2 separate regions of the Mus musculus genome follow, and region 2 is linked to region 1. Evidence: chromatin contacts called from public targeted proximity ligation data. All regions are on one chromosome and are shown on one strand. The core of a region is the stretch at or near the end of the contact, and the rest is flanking DNA. Distances in the headings are between cores, read along the strand shown.

Region 1 (6,115 bases), core at 751-3,250:
ATCTCCTCCTACAGAGCCTGAGCTGAATTTGAACACTGCTATTATATGTTACCCTTGGTAGCTGTGAGCTATGGCTCATCTTCACTGCTGACTGGAGGTTCCTTGAGGGATGAGGAACCACCTATAAGACCTGCCTGCACTCCAGGGTGCTATGGAGCAGCAGGCTTGGATTTGAATCCTAGACCAGGCCTTATAAAGATTTACAGCTCTCTTGGGAGAAATAGTGCCTCCTCTAAACAGAGGTGAGAGCACTGCATGTCCAGAAGGTTCTCAGTGCAGGTAGTTTTAGTAATGCAGTCGACGGATTAAAGCTGGACACTGTCATTCCAAATATGGACCTAAGAATGGGTTCTCCTCCGTCTAACCGCACAGAGCTTTACACAGGACATAGACTCATTAAGTAGGAGGAACACATGAGGTGTGAGGATGCATCTGCCTTCCCAAGCCACAGCTGCAAGACAGGGGAAATTTCAAACTCAATGGGTAGAAAGAGACTTCAGCAGTAACAGGGACACTTACATCACTCATGGAACAGAGCCACATGTCCTGTTTTCTGCCTCTGGCTGTGACAGTAGACCCCTATGTGGAGCTCACTGGTGTTATCAACATTTAATTAAGAGCAGTCTACTACCCACAGGAGGGCTTTAGGTATACTTTGCCTTCCAACCTTCCAAGTCATACAGAATTCACATCCAGACAATCTCTTCCTGAGACCATGACATTGTCTTGCTTAGATCTAGATGCAGCTCCATGGCATCCATCTAATTTCAAGACAGGTTTTTTGTTTTGTTTTGTTTTGTTTTGTTTTGTTTTGTTTTGTTTTGTTTTTTGCTGATATATTCTTAGAGGAAAGAAAAGTCAATTCTCAAAAGAGTCTTATTGCTCCTGAAGTGGAATGTTATTGAAGATTTTTCACAATTAGTATAGTACTGGCATGGGCCAGTCAGAAAGGAAGTCTTTATACATCATGATGAATACAGGGTATTAACATTCTAGAGCAGCCAGCAACAAGAACTCATACTACCATATTCTCCACGATTCCTCACTGGGAATCGTGGAGACTCCTTGCCAACTAGACAAGGGAATGGCCGACAAGAGAATCTCTTCTTTGTCCTCACCACATCTCTTTGGAGTCACTAGCATCCTCCATTGGAGTAAATGACAGCAGGGCTCTGCTGGAATGAAATGATTCATGGGGAAGCCTTCTGGATAGAAGACCTCTTCTTTCTCCCCCTTAGAAAAAGACTTCACCTTGTCAAAAGATAATGGCCCCTCAACTGAGGGTGCTAGTGGCCTGGTGACTTATAAATGGTCACTAAAGGGGAACTAATCTCTATCCAGTCAGATTGTCCCTTCACTGTGAATTAAATAACACTCCGTCCTAACTGACTGAAGCAAGTGTCACCATTAAGGCTGGAGCCTTCATTTGCAAAATGAATCTCAGCGCAGTAGGGAGAAGGAAGTGGAGATCCTGACAGGCTAACTCTTGGTTTGGTTTTATCTTTCACTTTTTTATTTTAAGGTTAGAAAATAAAATATGTCACCTTTAGACCTTCCTGTTGGTTAAAGAGCAATGTAAGAGGTGGGCAAAGTTCTGAAACCCATTGTGGGGCAGAAAGGGGCTGGTCTGCTTGGTTTTCCAGTTGCTAGCCATGTCACAACCCTGTATCCCTCCCAAGTCCCACACTGGCTCTTAGGTCATTTGCCCAAGGACTGGAGCTGTCTCATTTGACCGAGGAACAAATGATTTCACTAAAGTAAAAAAAGAAAAAAAAGAGTCACTTCTAGAAACTTCCCTTTCAGTCTAGAGAGAAGAGAAGCAACAGAAAATACAAGCTGCCGATCATATGAGAAAACAGCTCGATTTCAAAGTTTTAAACCCTCTACAGCAAAACCACTTTGTGCTAAAGAGCTTCTTTAGCGGCCGATTCAGAGTGCTCTCTGGAACATGAGCCCACAGCTTCTGCTGGCAGATGGGAATTCCATTCGGAGGGATGCTTTGTAATGTCTGCTTATGTGGAATGAGTTCATAATGAGTCAACGTTGTAAAGAGATTAAGGGCCCACCATCTTCGAAGCTGAGTGCTGTGTTTGTTCAGCGTTGAATGAGAACTCCCTAATCTTCCTTCAGTTAAACATGATGAGGTCCCAAGGAAGATGAAAGGGAGGGGCCCCTTCCCCCTGGATATACATCCGTGAAGTGAAATGCCAGAGTTCATGTAGTTCAAGAAAAACACAAGAGAGGCATGTAGCTGGGACTAACTTTGAGGCCTAGAGAGTGTGGGGACATAATGGGAAACACAGGCCTGTGTGTGAGGGGTGCTCTGCTGACTGGGGTACACATTTCCAAGAGAGTCTCAGCCCCAAGTTTTAAAGATCTGAATAAACTGAATAAGGGGTCTGTGTGTGTATGTGTGTGTATGTGTGTGTGTATGTGTGTGTATGTGTGTGTGTATGTGTGTGTATGTGTGTGTGTATGTGTGTGTGTATATGTGTGTGTGTGTGTATGTATGTGTGTGTGTGTGTGTGTGTGTGCGTGTGTGTGCGTATGTGTGTGTATGTGTGTGTGTGTAACTTTTTGCATTTGATCTCAACCAAAAGGCCGAGAAGCAATGAAAAGAAAAAAAATTATAATTTCAGAACGACTCCTTCCTTCCTAGCGTACAAAATGCTTCTAAGGGCAACCCGATTTTGCCAAAATTCATCTCAACTTCTCACAAAGGCTCTTTCAGCCTCTGACTAGTATTAATGTACCACGGCCATGTATTTTCTCAAAGTCCTAGAGCCAAACCTGTAATCCTCTCCTTCATATTTCAGTGAAGTCCTGCCTGGGTAATTACCAGGAGGAGGACCAGGGATATCCAGCTGGATCCAGATGTGGCACGGCAGCCTCGCAGACAAGGTTTCACCTGGGTCAATGGGATAAACAAAATAAATGATGGAATCCTGTCTTAGAGCGAGCGGCAAGAACATGGGGCCAGGGGATTCCAGACGCCTGTAAGCCTGTGAGCTCAGCACAGCTCGGTCATAACATCACCCCAAGAACTGGAGCATCTCCCCCAGGGGGTGCACAGTTCCCTCCCTGAGAAAGTGAGTCCAGAGGTCAATGTTCTTGTCTGTCCCTACCTCGGTTCAGGCTTCTGATTTTTTTTTTGGTGGCACATTTGTCTTGTATGCAAAATAGGGACAATAGTTTTCAGAGATTGTGAAGATAGTATGATTTAACATACAGAGGTGTTTGGGACAGAGTAAGCCCTCAGTGTCCTTTAGCCATCATCCTGGACAGTACCTTCATCTTGAGAAAACAGAGCTGCCTAACAGATGTAAGTCAGAAGTGACACATGTGACAAATGTTGCCATAGGAAGTGACACAAAGATAGGCCCACAATTCCCACACTCAAGAGGCAAAGGCAAGAGGTTCAAGAGTTGAGGAGGCCAGCCTGGGCTACTTAGTTAAGATTCTGTCTCTAAGAAACAAGTCACGCAAAACCATTGCTCTTTCAAATGAGGCCACCCCAAGTTCTGACTGCACAATCCTAATTAAAGAAAGCAGGTAGGGGCAGGGTGTAGCTCAGTGGTGGAGTGTATTCTTAGCAAGTGCAAAGCCCAGGTTCAATCCCCAGCACAGAGTGAAATGGTAGAAGGAGGAAGGAAAGGAAGGGGTGCAGAGAGTAGGGCATCACTATCCCAAGACATTAAATATAGATATACCAAACAACCAGCAATTCTACTTCTGGATGTGTGCCCAAAGTAACGAAACTAAGGACTCAAAACCACTTTTGCAGTCAAATCATCACAGGTGGGAATAAGCTACTACACAATGAATATCTGTGCTGCCCCACCAAAATTTACACAGTGAAATGTTAATACCCCAGGTAATGATTTTAGGAAATTGGGACTTCAAGAGGTTGCAAGGGTGGAACACTCATAACTGGGCCATCAGTGTCCTTATAAAAAAAAGTCTAGGGCTAGAGAGATGGCTCAGCTCACTGGCTGCTCTTCCAGAGGTCCTGCGTTGAATTCCCAGCAACCACATGCTAGCTCACAACCACCTATCATGTGATCTGATGCCTTCTTCGGACATGCAGGTGTGCATGCAGATAGAGCACTCATATACATGAAATAAATAAATAAATCTTAAGAGAAGTCCAAAGTAGGTTCCTTTCCTTTCCTCTTGTGAGGACACAGAAGGCAGATGGCTAGCTATGGACAGAAAGCAGGTCCCTACCAGATGCAGAATCTGCTGGCGCCCTGAGCAGAGATTTCCCAACCTCCATTACTGTACGAAAAAAAAAATTATTGATTAGAAGCTTCCAAGTCAATGGTGCTCTGATATAGAAAGGCAATGGACTCTCTGCTGGTGAGTGAATAGACAAACAAAATGTGGCATGCACACGCAAGGGAATATGGCGTAGCCATCAAAAGCAAGGACTTTGTGACATCCTACAATATGAACAAAACTTGAGAAGACTCAGTCAATAAGCCATGCACAGAAGGACAAATATTCATATATAAAATACCTGGTGGGATAATAGAGAAATTTGCTAAATAGAGAGATAGCTACCAGAGGCCAGGGGAAGTGGAATGAGGGAACTGGGTGATACACTTTCAGTTTTATAAGATTCAGAGTTCTGTGGCCAGGCTATGATGGTATACACGGATGAGTGTGCTTAGTGCCGTTGAACTATTCTCTGAAAACAGTACATCTCATCCTATGTGTATTTTTCCCCAAAAGCATTATAAGTAATGAAAGTTCTTCTTCGTACCCTTCTGTGCATCCAGGAATCGACCCTCTCGTTTCCTACAGCACATGCTTTGGCCCCCAAAGACAGGTTGGAACTTGTTGATTGACTTGGGAGGGGTCTTGTTTCAACACACAGGTCTTTGTTGGTCTTTTAGTGGCTAAATCCAGTACCCACAGATACTCTTTGTTTGACCCAAACTGTCCCTCCCCCACTTTTAAAGATCACAGCTGGTGTTTAAGAATTGGGAAAAGTCACATTTATAAAAATCATTTACTAGACATTTTAAATTTTCTGACATACTAAAAGGTCTGCCGGAACTCCAGGACAAAATGGGCTAGAGACATGTGTCACCAGGTCAACACAGACCTTTGTGCCAGGAACCCTTGATACCCAAGCCCTCAGGACTCTGGGTGTGGGACTCAGTCACAGTTGGCTCACAGCATCACAGAATAGTGGTCTCCATCCAAAGCAGAATGAACTGGAAACCCACAAGTCAGGCAGCTCTCAGCCTGTCTCTGCCATTGCAGCTCCTGCATCAATCTACTCTAGACTTTGGAGAAGTATCTCCCTTCCTGTTAGATGCTCAGTCTATTCCCTGGCGCCCCAGTTGGACCACAACCTCAAGATTCCAGGGAGATGCAGTTAACTGAGTCCAGAAGGCTGTCTCAGAATGCAAATTCATGTGGTCAATAAGATCAGATGCCCAATCTTGTTAATGGGGAGAAAAATTTAAATGACAAATAGATATCACACAAATTAATACATTGCATACATACCAGGAGTGGGCTTGGGGAACCAACGCCAAGGTCTTCTACTTCTGAGGCAAGCATTCTACTCCTGAGCTGCAGCCACTGGCATGAAGCGTTTTGACACAGCGCTTCACTATGTAGCTCAGTCTGACTTTAAATCCTCAATCCTTCTGCCTCTGCTTTCTGAGTGTGGGATTATGGGTACCTATCTCCATGGCTAGCTCCTGCATCATGATGTCTTATAAGTCCTACAGCTCTTTATATCCAATTTTCAGCTTTGAGAAGATTAGAGTTGCTTCTCTTCCTAAAACATCTGGGTCTCTGAACAGTACATTAAGGTTGAAAATAAAGACCTTGCAAGGCATGGTGATTCATACTTATAGACACAGAACTCAAAAGCAGAGGCAGGCAGATTTCTGAGTTTAGGCCAGCCTGATCTATATAGCAACTTCCAGGCCAGCCAAAGCTACACGGTGAAGCCCTGTCTCTAAAGAAGTAAAACCTTGTTTTTCGGTTACACAAATACATTGCATAGGTGATTGAAGAATGAAACAAGCCAGAAGCTTTGTTCTTGTAATCATTCAAAGCTGCAGGTAGATGAAAGATCCACGTCAGCTCTAGC
Region 2 (5,813 bases), core at 3,082-5,581, 140 kb before region 1:
TGGAGGCACCATTACACTATTAACCAGTTCCATACTGCTTTTACCATCATTTGGGCTTTGCGTAGGGCATGAAGGAACTCTCTCTAGTGTTCTGAATCTCCAGGAGTTGGGCTGTTTGGATATGTTCGGTAACTTTGGGATTGCCCACCCTAAAGGAGCTCTGAAGCACATCTGCAGCTTGGGAGTCTGGCTCTACAGCACTGGATAACCTTGGGCAAATGACATCATCATTCCTCTGTGTCTCAGCGTTCCTCTGCAAAACAAGGGGGAAGGTTTAGACTGGCTGGACTTTAATAGACCCCTTGGAATTCCAAACAGATATCTGTGACACTAGCTGTGATTGCGGTGGAAGGGAGCCGGGGAGGGGAACGGGCAGCTGTTATCATAGGATGCCCCCCTCCACCCTAGTGGGGCAGGTGGCCATGGCTTGGGTTTGGCTGCGGTCTTGGCAAGTTGCAGGCTCCCTTGGTGGGGGCACCCTGCTGAACTGGAACTTTTGACAGGCAGGCATTTCCTTACTACAGCTTGGCACATTTCCTGCCAACCCCAGGAATCTGACTCCTCCTCCCTTGCAAATACTGTGTAATTCACCCCTTTCTCCACTCTCCTGTCCATTTCTGAAAATCTTTATTTCTGTTCTCAAATCTTTTCTTCCAAGGGTGAGCAAGAAAAGGAAAAATGGGAAACGCAAAGCTGCTAAAGGGCTGTTCAGTTAGAAAGAGAAAAAGGGAGGAGAGAAGGGAGGGAGGGAGGGAGGAGTCGGGAGAGGGAAGATGAAAAGAAGAGACCTAGAAAACAAAATTCAAATTCTTACTGGACAGTGTGGTTTATAGTTCTGACTCTAGATTATGGAGACACATATTAGATTTATTTGCATGTGGTAATTTTAAAAATCTAACTTAAAGCAGTCTTACAATACTGACACAACATGAAGAATTTGCACCTTTCATTGTTGGCATGTGAAAAAGGGTGCTAAGACTGAGAAGTCACAATTTAGGGCAAATTGTACAGATTATGAAATAATCTGAAATTGACAGTGTTAAAAAAAACTAATTTATTAGCCAGGAAGAATATTCAATAATTGAAACTTTTAAGTGACTTAACAATATGTCGATGAATGAAAACGCTTCGTCGAGAGGGAGAAACTTCAGGTAAATTGGTAAATGTAGTCTAGGCACACAATCACAGTTTTGGTTCCCTTTGGTTGTACAATTGAGTGGTAAAGTCATTCATTCATTCATTCATTCATTTACTATTTCATTCATCGGACACAAGAAAGACCATTGAACTCAGGGTGGGAATGTTTGAACTCCAGGCAAGCACTTCTTTTTGGTGGGGTCTCCTTTTTTTATGGCCCTGGGCATCAGACCAAGGGCACACTCTACCACTGAGCCATCTCTGACCTGCACACTGGACACTAGCCAGCATTACCTAAATAACGGATAACCTTGGATATCCCAGCTCTAACCATTCAGGTCTCAGCTTCCTTAGCCATGGCAAGTAGCAGGACACTGGCTTTCTAGTTTCAAGGTGCTTCAACTTTCTAATACCAGACTTTGATCATTTGTGAGGTCTGAAAGCCATGGTCTTGACAGGTATGGGACAGGCAGTCATGGCCATGATTTCTTTTCCTGCCTTCCTTTCCTCCCCAGCAGTCTGAAAACCCTGGATACATCAATTCCTTCCAGTGCCCAATTTTGAGAGCTATGTAAAATTAAGTTGAATTAAGTCCTGATAGAACTAAGGATCTCATGTCGTGGCATCAATGTTCATAAATGAACAAGGGTGGAAAAGAGCTCAGCCCACCTCCTGGAATGACAGGAAGCATGGCCAACTGAAGGGAGAAATGGGGGTGATGATGCTCGCATGGATACTGTGAGGTCCTGTCTGTCCATCAGCTTTCCATTTCTGTGACAAGGATGGAGATAATCACCGAGAACAGAGAACATGGCTTTTGGCCCAGGGCTTTAGAGGTTCAGTCCACAAGTGAGCAGATCTATTGCTTTTCAGCCTCTCGGGGAGGAAAGGTTAGGACTACCATCTGGTAGGAGTGTATGGCAGAGCAGTCTTGTACATGGCCAGGAAAAGAGGGAGGGGACAAAGGCACACCCCAATGACTTAACTCCTCCTACAAGTCCCCAGCTCTTAAAGGTTCCACTGCCTGTTCATGGTAGGCTGGAGACCAAGTCTTTCACTGCTGGGACTTTGAGTACCACATCTCTGACTCCCAGCAGAGACCCTGCTAGCCTGCAATTACACTGCATCTGGGAGCAAACGTACTAGTCACCAACTAACTGCATTGGAGCAGATCTCAGGCCTTTGTATAGCCTTCGGCTGGCTGTGGAGTTGTTGCTCCGGGCCTCGGGTGAACCAGAAGGGCTGGTTGTGCTTCTTTTGTGGAAATGAAGGTGTGCAGGAGTGGATTATGAAGGCAGCAGAGCTTATGTCTTTTCCGTCTTGGGTTCCACGAACCAGTTCTAAATTTTAAGCCAGCCTGCTGAGAACTACAGGTAGCTATCTGCCTCAAGCTCCTTGTAGACAGCTAGCGTGTGCAGCTGGGCCCAACAGGGATTAAATATACAAGCCTCTGAGACCTCTCAACTCCCAGACATAAGCATTTAGACATTCTAACTGTGGGATAGCGAGAGGGTCGATGGTTAAAAACACTCGCTGCCAAGCCTGGTTGTCTGAGTTCAGTCCCTGGAACCCCCATGGGGAGAGAGAACATGCTTCTGTAACTTGTCCCCTAACCACCCCCCAACACACTCACATACATGCATACATACATACATGCATGCATACATACATACAGAGAGACACAAACACAAACAATAAAAGAAAACAATTAAATTTTGTTTAATTTTTGTTAATATCAGATCTTAATTCTTTGAATGACGGTCAAATAAAGTAAACCAAAGCATAAAAGGGATTAAACAACTGAAAAATGACAACTCTTCCTGCTGTGTTTGCAGTCTTCCTAGGGACCACTGATCCAATCAATTTAATTGAGGCAGGGGCTCATGTAGCCCAGGATGATCGTCAAGTCCAGAGCTATCTGAGGATGAGTTTGAACCTCTGATCTTCCTCGTTCTCCAGTTCTCCTTATCCTGAATGCTGGGACTTGCCATCACGCCTGATGTGTTAGTCTGAACAATTAGGTTTGAATCTCTTACATCCTCTTGCTGTAGGCAGACAAGTTGCTCCAGCCTTGTGAGCATGTGCGCTTCTGAAGGGTTGGTGCTGTGGGGATTTTTTAGTTTGTTTGTTGGCCTGTAGCCCTTTAAAGGTCATTTTGCTAGCTGGATATTACCATATACTTTCCTTTTCCCCTCTGTTTCATCCCTTGCTTTTGTATGAAAAGAGTCTTTTGAAAAGGTTAATAGAGAGAAACCTTTCTTGTATACTCATACGCTGGCGTGTTTTATTCATAGCAGTGTTTTATTCATAGGATCATCCCTTTCCAGGGAAACATGGCGGCCACAACAGCAGGTTTCCTATCCTGTCCTTGTGATAGGGTCACTTTGCACCCAAGCTTCCATTCAAAACCATCTTAGGGAACATAGTAAGTGTGAGTGTGAGTGTGTGTGTGTGTGTGTGTGTGTGTGTGTGATGATCAGATCAAGGCAATTTGGCTTAATTACCACCTCAAGATTTTGTATTTCCTTGTGTGAGAAACATTCAAAATCTTGAGGCATTTCCTTCCTTCCTTCCTTCCTTCCTTCCTTCCTTCCTTCCTTCCTTTTTCTTTTTGTGTATGTATCTGTTTGTGTGTGATGTGTGTATGTGTGTACAATGTCCACACCAGTGGTGCATGAATGGAGTCTAAGATCAGCCTTGAATGACACTTCTCATCTTCCACCTTGTTTGAGGCAGGTCTCTTGTTTGTAGATGGCCCACAAGTTTCTGGGGGATTCTCTTATCTCTTCTGTAAGAGAGTTGGAATTATAGGGTCATACGGTGCCCAACTTTCTGTAGGCTTTGGAGATTTGAACTCAGGCCCTTGCCCTTGCTCAGCAAGTACCTTACCCACTGAGCCAACCCCTACTGTCCAGAGGTAAATTCTAAAAGAATCTTTTAGATAAGCTTTAAGAAGCTGTGAGATTCCATTCGGAGTGGTGAAATCTCTCACAGGGTCCATTCATTGTAGACTATGGAGGTAAGCTGTCCATATAGAATCTTGATCTACCTAGGGTATGTTGTAGAGTCTAGACAGTTCTTCACAGGTAATGATGGTCATGAAACTTGGGTACTTCAGTAGAACCATGGTATTGTATTGACAAATACTTCAGAAAGCAAAACTGTTTAATCTACTGAGTCATTCTCCTCACTTCCGGGAGAAAAGGGCTTGGAGACTAACTGTTGAAGGATGGTGGCCCCACCCTGCCGAAGCCTGGGGACTGTACATTTCCCAAAGGCACATTCTTTGGCTCTCAGTCATCTACAAAACCACAGTTGCTTTTAGAAATTAATTAGCTTGTCCTGTTTTTCCTTCCCTCCTCCACAACATAGCTTACCCATATGCTCTCAGTCAGGACACTGGCACTTCCCTGGCTTCTTTTCTGGTCACTGGTTTCTCTCTGTTCCTAAGACCAGTCCAAGTGGCATATTTATGCCTTCTCCAACAACTGATAGATTGATGGATGTTGAATATGCTTTTTCAGCATTGGCCACTGAAAGAGATGGAAGGAGGTTAGAGACATCTTGGAATAACAAAGCCTCTGTCTGTTAATCCTGAAAGGGGCCACGGTGATTGGCCCATCTTCCGTTGTTCAGGAAGGATTACACTTAGAATTCTTTCATGTGCCCTGTGGGTGGATCTAGGTAAAGGAACAACTGCTCCACACATTCCTGATACTGAACTGAACACAACCGGTTTGTAGCTCCTGTTATCCAGATAAATTGATGTGTTTGAATTCTTCTATTTGAAAAGAACTACATGAAGCCGCTGCCCTTCCTGCTGAAGATTCATATGTGAAACGTGTACTGGTCTATAACACAGATACTACCCAGAACACTGTGGCATGACAACCGTCTCCCTACTCACGGCAAGCTTCGGTGGAACAGCTGCTCTGTTGAACAGGGCTGTACTTTGAGCACAGTTTTCGTTCAAAAAAAACAGCTGTGGGACATCTGCCACTTTAAGCCTTTATCAACTGACTTCTAATTGGCCATTACAGAGTAAAGGCCCTGGGCTTTAGAGCCAGCCATACCTGAGGAATTCTAATTGCCATTTCTTGTTTTCTAATTGCTTATGAGCAAATAAAATCTCCGGTTTCGGTGTTCTAAGTAATACTCAGTGCTGGTTAGTTTCTTTCAACTTGACACAAACTAGAGTCACCTGGGAAGAGGGAACCTCAGTTGAGGAGTTACTCGGATGAGATTGGCCTGCAGGCAAGGCTGTGGGGGCATTTTCTTGATTAATGATTGATATGGGAGGGCCTGGTCCACTGTGGGTGGTGCCATCTCAGGGCAGATGGTCCTGAGTTGTATGAGGAAGCAAGCCAAGCAGGGATGATGAACAAATCAGTAATTGCTGTCCCTTCATGGTCTCTGCTTCAGTTCTCATCTCCAGGGTCTAGCCTTGGCTTCTCTTTATGATCATTTGTGAACAGAGCATGTAAGACAAATGCAGTTTTTCCTCTCCTCAGGTTGCTTCTGGTCATGGTGTGTTTTATCACAGCAACAGAAACACAAAATAGGATGGCCTCTCCTACCTTGCAGGGTGACTTGTGGATCAGGTGGAAATGCAGAAGGCCTTGCACATAGGAATTCTAAATTTCCTCTCCTGTTTGATAAGTTGCCAGTGTCAGGAG

What was found.
Region 2: a contact with region 1 is called in a targeted proximity ligation map of pancreatic cancer cells. A contact is called at or near these places in 3 of 484 Hi-C or Micro-C datasets (embryonic stem cells and extraembryonic endoderm stem cells), 5 of 130 datasets of targeted methods (the NIH/3T3 cell line, bone marrow-derived macrophages, embryonic stem cells and 2 more) and 4 of 9 other capture datasets (adipose tissue, embryonic stem cells, liver and 1 more).

What each region holds. Positions count from the first base shown.
Region 1 is chr19:37,892,251-37,898,365 of GRCm38.p6, reverse strand. No RefSeq gene overlaps it. Among named protein-coding and RNA genes, the nearest start is that of Gm52397, 91 kb to the left of the region's middle.
Region 2 is chr19:38,037,054-38,042,866 of GRCm38.p6, reverse strand. All of the region lies in intron 1 of Myof (myoferlin), which reads left to right. Among named protein-coding and RNA genes, the nearest start is that of Myof, 3.6 kb to the left of the region's middle.